2 separate regions of the Rattus norvegicus genome follow, and region 1 is linked to region 2. A link is a contact called in public Hi-C data. All regions are on one chromosome and are shown on one strand. The core of a region is the stretch at or near the end of the contact, and the rest is flanking DNA. Distances in the headings are between cores, read along the strand shown.

Region 1 (5,198 bases), core at 205-2,704, 270 kb after region 2:
AGTATTGTGTTTGGAGGGCTTATAGGGATATGTATTGCCAGGGATTGATCCCAGAGTCTGTGCATACTAGACAAGCACTCTACCACCCGGGAGCTGTTTTACTTGAGCATGAGCTGAAAAGATTTCTGCTAGCAGATAGAACGTTCCACACAGCAAGAGTGGAGCAGACACTCCGGTCAAATGCACATAGAACGCTCTCCAGAACAGACCTTATTCGAACCTATGAGAAAAGCTCCAATAAGTCTAAAGGAGCCTAAGTCATAAAAAAAAAAAAGAAAAAAAAAAGCTCTATGGCAATGATAGAGTAAATCGTTGAAATAAATAAAAACAAGAATTTGAAAAACTTTAAGTATATGGAAATAAAGCAATGCGGTCTTAAACAATCATTTGCATAAAAAGATTTCCACTCCTGCCCTAAACAGAAGTTTTCTAGTATTTGATAGAAAAGTCTCACATTCATATTTCTTTCAGAAGGAGCCAAGTAAATGTGCTATGGCTATACCTCATGAGTATTCATTTCCCTGTTTATATTTACAGAACTATTAATATTTAAAAGGACAAGGATGGCCTGGCAAGATGGCTCCACAAGTAAAGGAGTTTGCAGCCAAATCTGACACCCTGAGTTTCTCCCTCAGAGCTCACAAGGTATAAATAGAGGAGAGAGGCTGCAAATTGTCTTCTGACCATCACACCTGCACTATGGCATGAATGCCCTCTCCCCTAAATGATAAATGATTTTGACAAAAGACAAGGAGTTCAGCAATTGTGAGCATTTGGTGATTTTGCAAAAGACCTGGGTTTGGTTCTCTCCTTCCATGTGTGGTCTGGGAATCCTGGTTGTCAGGCTTGGTGGCAAATACTCCCTTACCTTCCAGGCCATCTCTCATTAGAATAGCAATTCTCTCAAAATGATTCGGGTGATCAACATTTTCTAGATGAAGATTTCCATTTTTGAGAGTTGACAGAATTTACTCTATTCACATGCTTCTTTATTTTAAAACATATTTCCCTTGGATAACGAGGCAGCCGTGATGAAAATCTTTGCAAGAAACGGAAATAAGGAAGCTGTATAATATTCCACTTCCACAATAAAGTGGCCCTTGGTACTAATTTATAAGCAACACTAGATTTTTGGAATCCTTTCTGTAAATTCAATCCATTTCTACTTCACTTTTTAAAAAATATACGAGCATCACTAAAGAGAGGGTATAAAGTTTCCAGAGGATATCGACTCATTTCATGACTTTCCGTTCCTAGAATTACTAATTTTTCCTAAGGGAAAGCAAGTACAAGCTGACCATAACCATAACAAACATGGCGGCCACGGCTTCACAGAGCAACCTACACCCGAAATGCTATTCACTGATCGCAGTAATACATCTGGATCTGACCCGTTTGTTTGGCGTCACTTCCGGTGCGCCGTAGCGGATAGGGATTAGCTCTTCCGATTGTAGCGGCGGACTTGTCAAGAGAGACCAGCCTCACAGGAGAATCTCGCTGATGGACTCCGAAGGGATGCAAACGCTAGCGACATGGAGAGAGAATGTGAGAAGTCTGTAGTTGTCGCAGTTGTGACTGAGCCTCGGTTTACCCAGAGATACAGAGACTATCTCGAGAAGCAGAAACTCTTGGATAGACAGTACCGTGTGGAAAAGTTGCGGGATGGCACGGTGGCGCTACCGGTGCTGGCAGAAACCCTGTCTGAACATCATCTGCAGGAGCTGAAGAATCGCGTGGCCCCCGGCAGCACCTGTAAGCTGACGCAGCTCCTGGATCCTCTTCCTTCTAAAAAGGCCCGGGTTTGTTCACCTGCCCAAAGACTGTGTCTTGAGGTGAGGCGTTGGGTAGAGGACCGCGGAGTGACGTGGTCCACTGAATTGGAGGCAGATTTGCCCCGGTCTTGGCAACGGCATGGTGACCTAATGCTGCTTAGTGAAGACTGTTTCCAAGCCACGCAGTGGAAAAGGCTGGAACCAGAACTCTGGGAGACTGTTGCCTCAGCCCTTGGAGTTCAGCGTTTGGCAAAACGAGGGCGGGTGCTACCTGATGGTACTCGAACTCCGACAGTGACTCTGCTGCTCGGTGACCATGGCTGGGTAGAGCATGTAGATAATGGCATCCGGTATAAGTTTGATGTGACACAGTGCATGTTCTCCTTCGGAAACATCACTGAGAAACTTCGAGTGGCCTCACTCTCCTGTGCTGGAGAAGTGCTGGTGGATCTCTATGCAGGGATTGGTTATTTTACGTTGCCCTTCCTAGTTCATGCTGGCGCCGCTTTCGTCCATGCTTGTGAATGGAATCCTCATGCAGTAGTTGCTCTAAGAAAGAATTTGGAGATCAATGGAGTGGCAGACCGGTGCCAAATACATTTTGGGGACAACAGGAAACTGAAACTCTCAAACACTGCAGATAGGGTGAACCTGGGGCTCATTCCCAGTTCTGAAGAAGGCTGGCCCATTGCCTGCCAAGTGCTGCGAAAGGATGTTGGGGGTATTCTGCATATCCACCAAAATGTGGAATCTTTCTCGGGAAAGAATCCACAGCCACCTGGAAGCAGTAACATGGAAAAGAAGCATTGGCCTCATCCCCAGAAAATTACCACTGATAAACAGGGAAATAGAACTACTGGAAGTTGCATGGGGGAAATGTCATCAGCCAGCAAACCAGAGTGGCAAAGATGGGCAGAATCTGCAGAAAGTCAGATCGCCTCTCTTCTTCATCAAGTACATGGGAAACCATGGAGGACACGAATCCTACATGTCCACCCAGTGAAATCTTACGCCCCCCACGTGGATCACATAGTCCTAGATCTGGAATGCCGCCCCTGCCCTCTAGTTGGCTAGAAGGGTAGATTTAGTGACACAATAGAGCCAGATAATGGCACTTAGTGCTTCAGTTAGGGCTGCATTCTCACCCTTCTGTTTTCTGGTGACCTTTAAAGGTGATTTATGGTCTGAAAATGAACTCCAGACTGATCCAAAGAATTTTGTGTTCTATTGATCACATTGAGAATGTATTAAAGTATCAGAGGAAAACACTATGACTCATTAAAATAAGATTCATCTGTACAGACATGAATTCTGCATTTTGCCTTAGTTTCAGTGAATATATGGTCTTAATATTCATTTGGTCTTGGATTTATTTGCATATAGAGTTTCCTTGAATTAGGTTGTGTGGCTTTTTTCTAATAAGTCAAACAGACATTACAGTGAAATACAGTATTGGTCCCATCATGAGAAATCAACTGGAAAGACAAGATCAACATAGGGAGACCAGTGTCCATTTCTACAGATGTTTTGTAGTTGTACAAGTACAAAGTGACAGTGGTTTGCACTAAGGTGTCAGCAGTGGGGACTTGGAAAATAATAGGTTGGAAAAAAATCAGTGTGACCAAATTCTGAACTCTAAATGTGATGGTGCTTTGTTACTGAGACTAAATTACAGAGGAAGGGGACAATAAACGGACAAAATTCAAATCCATAGCATTCCTCAGTGGAGCGTCTGTGTGGGTATGGGAAGGTATTAAATATCAGATCTTTTTTACTTTATGTTAAAGAGGGTTAAGAAATACTTGTCTGTCCCAGTGCAATATCTCATGCCTGTAATCTCAGCACTTGGAAGGCTGAAGGCAGGATGATTGCTGTAAGTTCAAGGACAACCTGAGTCATGGTACAGAGAGTGAGACCTCATCTTAAAACCAAGAGTCACTTCTCGGAATTGTAGGAAATCTAAAGGTCTAGCCTTGGACTGTACTTTGGCTGTACCAAAGTCCTAAGATTTTTATAGACCTTAAACTTTAGATTTCTCTTCTCCTGGTGAAGAAGCTATAGGAAGACCTTGGCTTTTGTCATATGGTGTGAACAGGCAGATGGTGTCAGGTACAGCTGGTGGAATGCAGCTCACTAAGAGTTGTTCAATCCCTGAGTCCCATGAAGACCGGTTACATGAAATTAAGACAACTGGATAGGCAAGTCACCGTTCCCACAGTATTCCTTGTACCTGTGCTGGTCAGGTAAGCTAGTGTTGGCACAGACACATAGCGGGCATTCCAAGGATGCTGTCGAGTTTTTACCCTGGAGATGTAGCATCAGGTATGTATGCTAAAATGGGATTACAGGACTTTTTTTTTTTCTTTTTCTTTTTTTTTCAGAGCTGGGGACCGAACCCAGGGCCTTGCGCTTGCTAGGCAAGCGCTCTACCACTGAGCTAAATCCCCAACCCCTACAGGACTTTTTATTGAGGAAATTTTTGATCAGCAACACTAGACCTGAAAAGTCTTTTTCATTAAAAAAATAAAACACACACACACACACACACACACACACACACACACACACACACAGAGCTAATAGCTGAGGGTCACATAGAACTCTGTTGTGATGTACTTGAAGCCCTGTGAGCTGGTCTGCTTGATGAAAGGAGACAGACAACAGGGGTTGGGGATTTAGCTCAGCGGTAGAGCGCTTGCCTAGCGAGCGCAAGGCCCTGGGTTCGGTCCCCAGCCCCGAAAAAAAGAAAAAAGAAAAAGAAGAAAAAAGGAAAAAAAAAAAGGAGACAGACAACAAACAGGGTGTCTTTACTTCCTTGTCTTCTGTATAACCCGGGCTTAAATACATTGTGCATGCCTGCTATTCTTACTTGCAGCAGTAGCAATAAGGACTGTGTTGGTGCCTTTCCCATTAAGCACAAATGTTCAATCGGTACAGAAAATAAAGGTCCATTAGGTTATAAAAAAAAAAAGTCCTCTCACCAAGGAGCAGAACTTGGTGGCAGAAATTACACAAGTCCTCAGTGCTGGAGTGGAGTAGCTGCCACACGATAACTTGCTGGACAGGTGCAAACCGGGGAAGAATAGGAACGCTATGTGGAACTGCTACTTGAATTGGTTGGGTGAGATTTTGCTGGGTGGGCAAGGAGGCACAGCTAGGTCCCAGAGTTTTGGTACCCAGAAGTGAGCCATTGTGATTTGCTTGTAACAGAACATGGTGATGTGCATGTTCGAGATAAGACTGTTGTGAGCAGTGTCTTGTACACACAGCAAGCTCCCAAGGAAATGCTATCCTATGACCCCACTGCAGACACCTGCATGTAACATTCCTTTTTCAGAGAGACCTGAATTGGCGTACTTCCTCCTCATTGGCCGGATTCCTTTGAACTCCTGTGCCAGCAGCTTGCTGTATTGGAACTAAACCAAC
Region 2 (5,312 bases), core at 475-2,974:
CTAATCTTATACCCTTGCTGCAGCCACTTAAGGCTTGCATTCCTGCCTATCAAAAGCTACCACCTTGAAGGTCTCTGCTCAAAGGACAATACCATTGCCCTAGAATTAGCTCCCTTGTCCTTGAATGTGCGACTATGAACTGTTCTCTCATGTGTATATAATCTTACTTCACAGGAACCAACTGTTATGATCTCATGTTTTTCCGCTTTTCTCTTTCCAACTCTATATTAGATCCCTGAGATCCTGCTGTTTGGCTCTGTACACTTCTAACATGCTACTTCTAATTGCTTAAGCAAGCTGTCTGGCCGTCCTCCTATCCTGCTGTGATGATTCTGAGGTTGCGTCCAGCTGCTCCGTAGGCAACACTGCAACAATCAACAGGACCCTCCGCCCTTAGCCTCCTCTAATGGGGAGTCATTAGCCTTTATTTCACAGATGACTGTGCTCACGTTCCTGAGTGGACATGTGTGGCTTATGCCTAGAAGTTGCTGGGGAGGATTGATGGAGGTCAGCTGAGGGAATCCTCAGAGGGTGTTTGTGGTCTTCGTTTTAAGTAAGCAGACCTAATCGCAATAGGCACACAAGGTCCCTACACAGAAGTCCCCATGCCAACACAAAGACATGGATCATCCTAACACTGTCCCTTTCAGAGAGGTGGAAACGGGCAGGTAAACAGGCAAAGGGGGATGGGGGAATATGAAAACAGGATGTGAGCTTGAAGAGCCAGGGATGGGGAGGTCCCATGAATGTGAGCAGCTGAGCTGTCATTCTCCACTGAATGACAGCCTCTTCGAACCTGTCTCTCTCTGTGTTCCATCCCATCTAACACATGTCATTCTGCTCTTTGTCTCCCGTGCCCTTTGGCCAGATCCTCGAAATCATTCAGCCACACCCTCCTATCCCTGTGATCTGGCTTCTCATCTCATCTCCTGCCTTTTCTCAGGGGAGCTTCCAAGGACAGGAAGCTATCTTAGTCCCCTCACTATCGACAGTACCTAGGAGACCAAGACCAAAACTCTACATAGTCGGCACACAAAATATCATTGGCTAGCAAAGTAGAAGACGAATGGATAACTCACTGTGTCTACTGAGTTTATTGAAGTAAAAAGCTATTTGTAAAGCGGCCTTATACATTGGTGGATGAGCCTGTATATGCATGTGTGCTCACATACATGTGCACGTGTATGCACATACACACACACACACACTCTTAAATAAGACATTCCTAGGGAATCATGTTGCTTGTTTAAGCTTGCTAAAATATGACATTCTAGTGGGAGAAAGGTGGATTTTGGAGTTATGCAGAAGAAAAATCTGGGCTTTGCATACTTGGGAAATTATATCATCCATTTTTGGGTCATTTTCCTCATCTATAAATGGAGAGATAATTACATATTTCACATGGTTGCTGTGATGGTGATTAAGGAACTCCATGGGCAAAAACTCATGGAGGGGGGATGCTTTTAAAGTACTTGGCATTAGCGTCTCTCCCCTGTCTCCACATTTTCTGGCCACAGAGGAGGGCAGGGCTGGTATCACTGCTGTCTGTCTGGGGATACTGCCAGACACACATAAACACATACCACTCCTAAAAGCCTATTAACACTTGACCTTTCTGTAATTTCCCCCGCAGCCCAGCATGTCTTTCAGCTGAGAGCACACATGTACCAAGCCCGGGGCCTCATCGCAGCTGACAGCAATGGACTTTCAGATCCCTTTGCCAAAGTCACATTCCTATCCCAGTGCCAGACCACAAAGGTAACCAGAGAGCCGCGGCCTTCCCGCTACTGCTACAGCTGATGCTTGGCAGAGCCTGGGAAAGAAAGATGAGGGTCACACCATCCCATCCCGCCCCTTTCCCTCTGCACCTCCCAGTGCACAGTCCTGCAGACTCAGAAGCCAATCGGGGTCAAGAACAGGCTGTAGAGGCCTACTGGTTTCCTTGAGCTATTGGGCTGAAGCAGAGGGACAAGACTTAAAGCTAAGACAGGGGCCAACAAGACTGAGAAGAGGAACCTGGTGCACCCCAGGCACCTGCAGGGGTGCTGGGCACTGGGAGTACAGAGGGAATGAGAAATCAGAAGCCAGCTCAGACAGCATTCCTGAGACTTGAGTCTGCCATCACCTTAGCGGACCTGCTGAAGGAGAAGGCTCTAGCTTTCTGATCAGGAAGTTCTAACTCAGCACTTAGCAGCTAGGGTGCTTTTTACAGATGTGTCCCCTGGAGGACACCCCTTGGTGACAGGCGCTGTGTTACAGGAGATGAGCAGGTGGTTGTTTCCTTTTGCTTCCTCCCTGACTCCCACACCAAGCTCTACCCCAAAAAGGGTTCCCAGTCAGCACAAGTCCGCAGGAGATCTCTCTAATGGGTTAGACTCAAAAGCCTTACCTGTTCTTGAATTGTTTTTGGGGGAAGGGTAAGACCATGTAGAATTGGCCCTCACAGAGAGGTGGGAAACGAGATGCAAGGTCACTGTGCAGCTTGTCTATTCTGAAGCTGTGTGTCTCCCCGACAAATGGTTCACTGGACCCCAGTTCTGTCTTTATAAAACAGAGCTGTTGTGAAGAAGTGGAAAATTTGGTGCATAAATGACTGAAGAGTGGCTGCCATTACGCTGGCTGATATCAAGAGGGCACATTTTTCTCCAAGACCCCTAAGATCCATTCAGTTGATGGATTCAACTATATTTTGATTTAGCACACATAGACTGAGAGTGTAAAGGGAGCCAGCATGGCGTCCATTTAGCTAGTGCCTGCTGAGTGCTGGTTCTGCATGGGCTCTACGGTGGGGGTTGGGAGAGATCCTGCTCCTGCATAATGTGTGAGGCAGACATGCTTGTAGTCCTTCAGGCAGATAGGCTGGTTGTGCTGTGCCAAGCCCTATGTGCAGGGCTGAACAAAGGCCTACAGGAGCCACATGGAGAGATGGGCTCATCCTTCTCAGAGAGACTTTGGAGGAAAAGGGTCTCCATTCTCATTCATTGTCTAATTGGAACAGAAGGCAGGAGGCCTTCCTCTTTGCTGGTTTTTGAGAGGACACAAACAGTGGTGACTGTACACATGGACCCTGGAGAGGGTCCAGAAGAGAGCACTGCTGTAAGTGCTTGCCACACAAGCGTGAGGATCTGAGTTTATCGATGGAGCCCAGGTAGAAAGCCAGGCTGGTGGTGAGCACTTCGATCCTAGCACTGGGGGTTTTGATGGAGATGGCCAGGTTGCTGGGCCTCACTGCTCAGAAAACTCCTATCTTAGTGAAAGAGCTTGTCACAAACAACAAGATAGATGGCTTCATAGGAATGATACAAGAGGTTGCCTTCTAGCCTCCACATACATGTACATGCATGTGCACCTATACACACGTGCACCCCTTACAAACATCCATATATGTACCCCTATGAACATGTACACACATGCACACACCTTCAAACATGTACACAGACATACTCATGTGCCCTTGGCAAACATGTGCATGCACACATACACACACACACACACACACACACACACACACACACACACACACACCCCAAAACAATGCATAACTGTGGAATTATGTTTCCCTGGTCCAAATCCAAGATCATTTATCTTTAGATCTCACTTTCTTCACCTGTGATGGGCATGAAAGCAACACATACATCTCCCTCATGAAGCATGAAATGCCAATGGCTTAAAACAGCTTCTACCTGATGGCCGCTACAGAGCCATCATCCCCAGATAAGAGTAGGCTCAGAAGGTGAACCCAAGAACCATCCATGTGCCTCAATCATGCAATTCCAGAGCCTCTGGAGTGACCCTGGAGACGTCTGAGTGAGCATGGGACAGCCACATAGCTATCCTGCTGGTTTTCATCTCCACACATCTTGGTTTAATTTAGATTCTTATCTCAAAGGAACAGATGGACTTGCTTTATCAAATAATCATCCGAAAGAGAAATAGCTTCTGTTGAACCCTGGATGTGTCTCTAATTTTGAATCAAGTACCCACTTTGGCTAATAATAACAGGTGTCAGTTATTCCAGGCTCTCCCATGCCAGACACGACAATATGCATTTTCCATACATTGTTTACCACCCTTCATGTAACTCAGGGACACATGCTCTTGTGTTCCTATTCTGGAGATGAAGAAGTGAGAATCAGAGATTGTACAGCGTGGAGACCAAGATGGAGACCCAGGTCTCACCAGTTCCGAGATCACCTTTGCCTAGCTGCTCTGTCTTGATTTCAGTTACAAAGCTCCTAGGTTTCCCTCTCCTGTCCTGTTGGGCTACATTGAGGGCCTGTCTGGGACAGTGACAGACCTCCTTCATACATCTGCTGGGAAAGCTAATTGTGAGGTCCTGCAGAGCCCAGCGCTCACAAGGCAACACCCGTGGGCTGGTACTAGGTCCCAGGAGAACTGAGCACCTGGTGCTCTGAAAAGCCAGCCTCTAAAACCTCCTGCCTTCCACCTCTTACGACGTGACTTGATGGTCTGGAACATTTCAGAGGAGTTACTGAGCAGTTATTGCAGATGCTAGAGAACTAGGGCTGGAAGGATAAAGGGGAAGGGGAAGAGGCTCTGACAGAGGAAGGATTTGGGAAGAGTCAGATGTGAATAAGGGAGGAGAGAGAGGAGGAGGGTGAGGCATCTTAGACACTAGAGATCGTTAAACCTGGTGTTCCTAACAATGGGACTGATGCTTAGTCCTGAAGACATGGGCATGATGTGTGTGTTGTGTGTGTATGTGTTGTGTGTGTGTGTATACCAGGGCTGTCATAGGGTAAATATGAGTGTATGTGTGTGTATGTGTGTGTGTATTATGTGGTGTGTAGTGTATGTGTGTGTGGTGTGATGTGGTGTGTGTGTGTATGTGTGTGTTGTGTGTGTATGTGTTGTATGTGTGTGGTGTATATGTATGTTGTGTGTGTGGTATGTGTGTGTGTGTGGTGTGTGTGAGAGATGTGTGTGTTGTGTGTGTATGTGTTGTGCGTGTTGTGTGGTGTATATATGTGGTGTGTGTGAGTGAGTGTGTGTGTGTGTGGTGTGTGTATGTGAGAGATGTGTGTGTGGTATGTGTGTATGGTGTGTTGTGTGTATGTTGTGTGTGTTTGTGTGTGTGTTGTGTATGTGTGGTGTGTGTGGTGTATATATGTGGTATGTGTATGTGTGAGATGTGTGTGCTGTGTGTGTGTATGTGTTATGTGTGTTGTGTGTATGTTGTGTGGTGTATGTGTGTGTGTGTGGTGTATGTGTGTAGTATATGTAAGTGTGTGTGTGTGTGTGTGTGTGTGTGTGTGTACCCCAGGCTTGACAAATACTCGACAGACACTCTA

What was found. A called contact is a pair of places that touch in the nucleus more often than the background predicts.
Region 1: a contact with region 2 is called in a Hi-C map of kidney, with 7 times the contacts expected there. The contact joins the promoter of Trmt12 here to the enhancer-like site in region 2. A contact is called at or near these places in 11 of 12 Hi-C or Micro-C datasets (the A7r5 cell line, the Rat2 cell line, Schwann cells and 7 more).

The regions. Positions count from the first base shown.
Region 1 is chr7:92,305,865-92,311,062 of GRCr8, forward strand. Trmt12 (tRNA methyltransferase 12) reads left to right here and starts at 1,455. Exons shown (of 1, transcript NM_001122976.2): 1 at 1,455-3,081. The coding sequence starts at 1,533. The coding sequence ends at 2,846.
Region 2 is chr7:92,040,442-92,045,753 of GRCr8, forward strand. Fer1l6 (fer-1-like family member 6) reads left to right here. Exons shown (of 42, transcript XM_039080186.2): 21 at 1,634-1,758. Among named protein-coding and RNA genes, the nearest start is that of Fer1l6, 92 kb to the left of the region's middle. Within about 2 kb of position 1,725, at least 7 of the 93 cell types and tissues checked have an H3K27ac peak or open chromatin away from gene starts, as enhancers often do.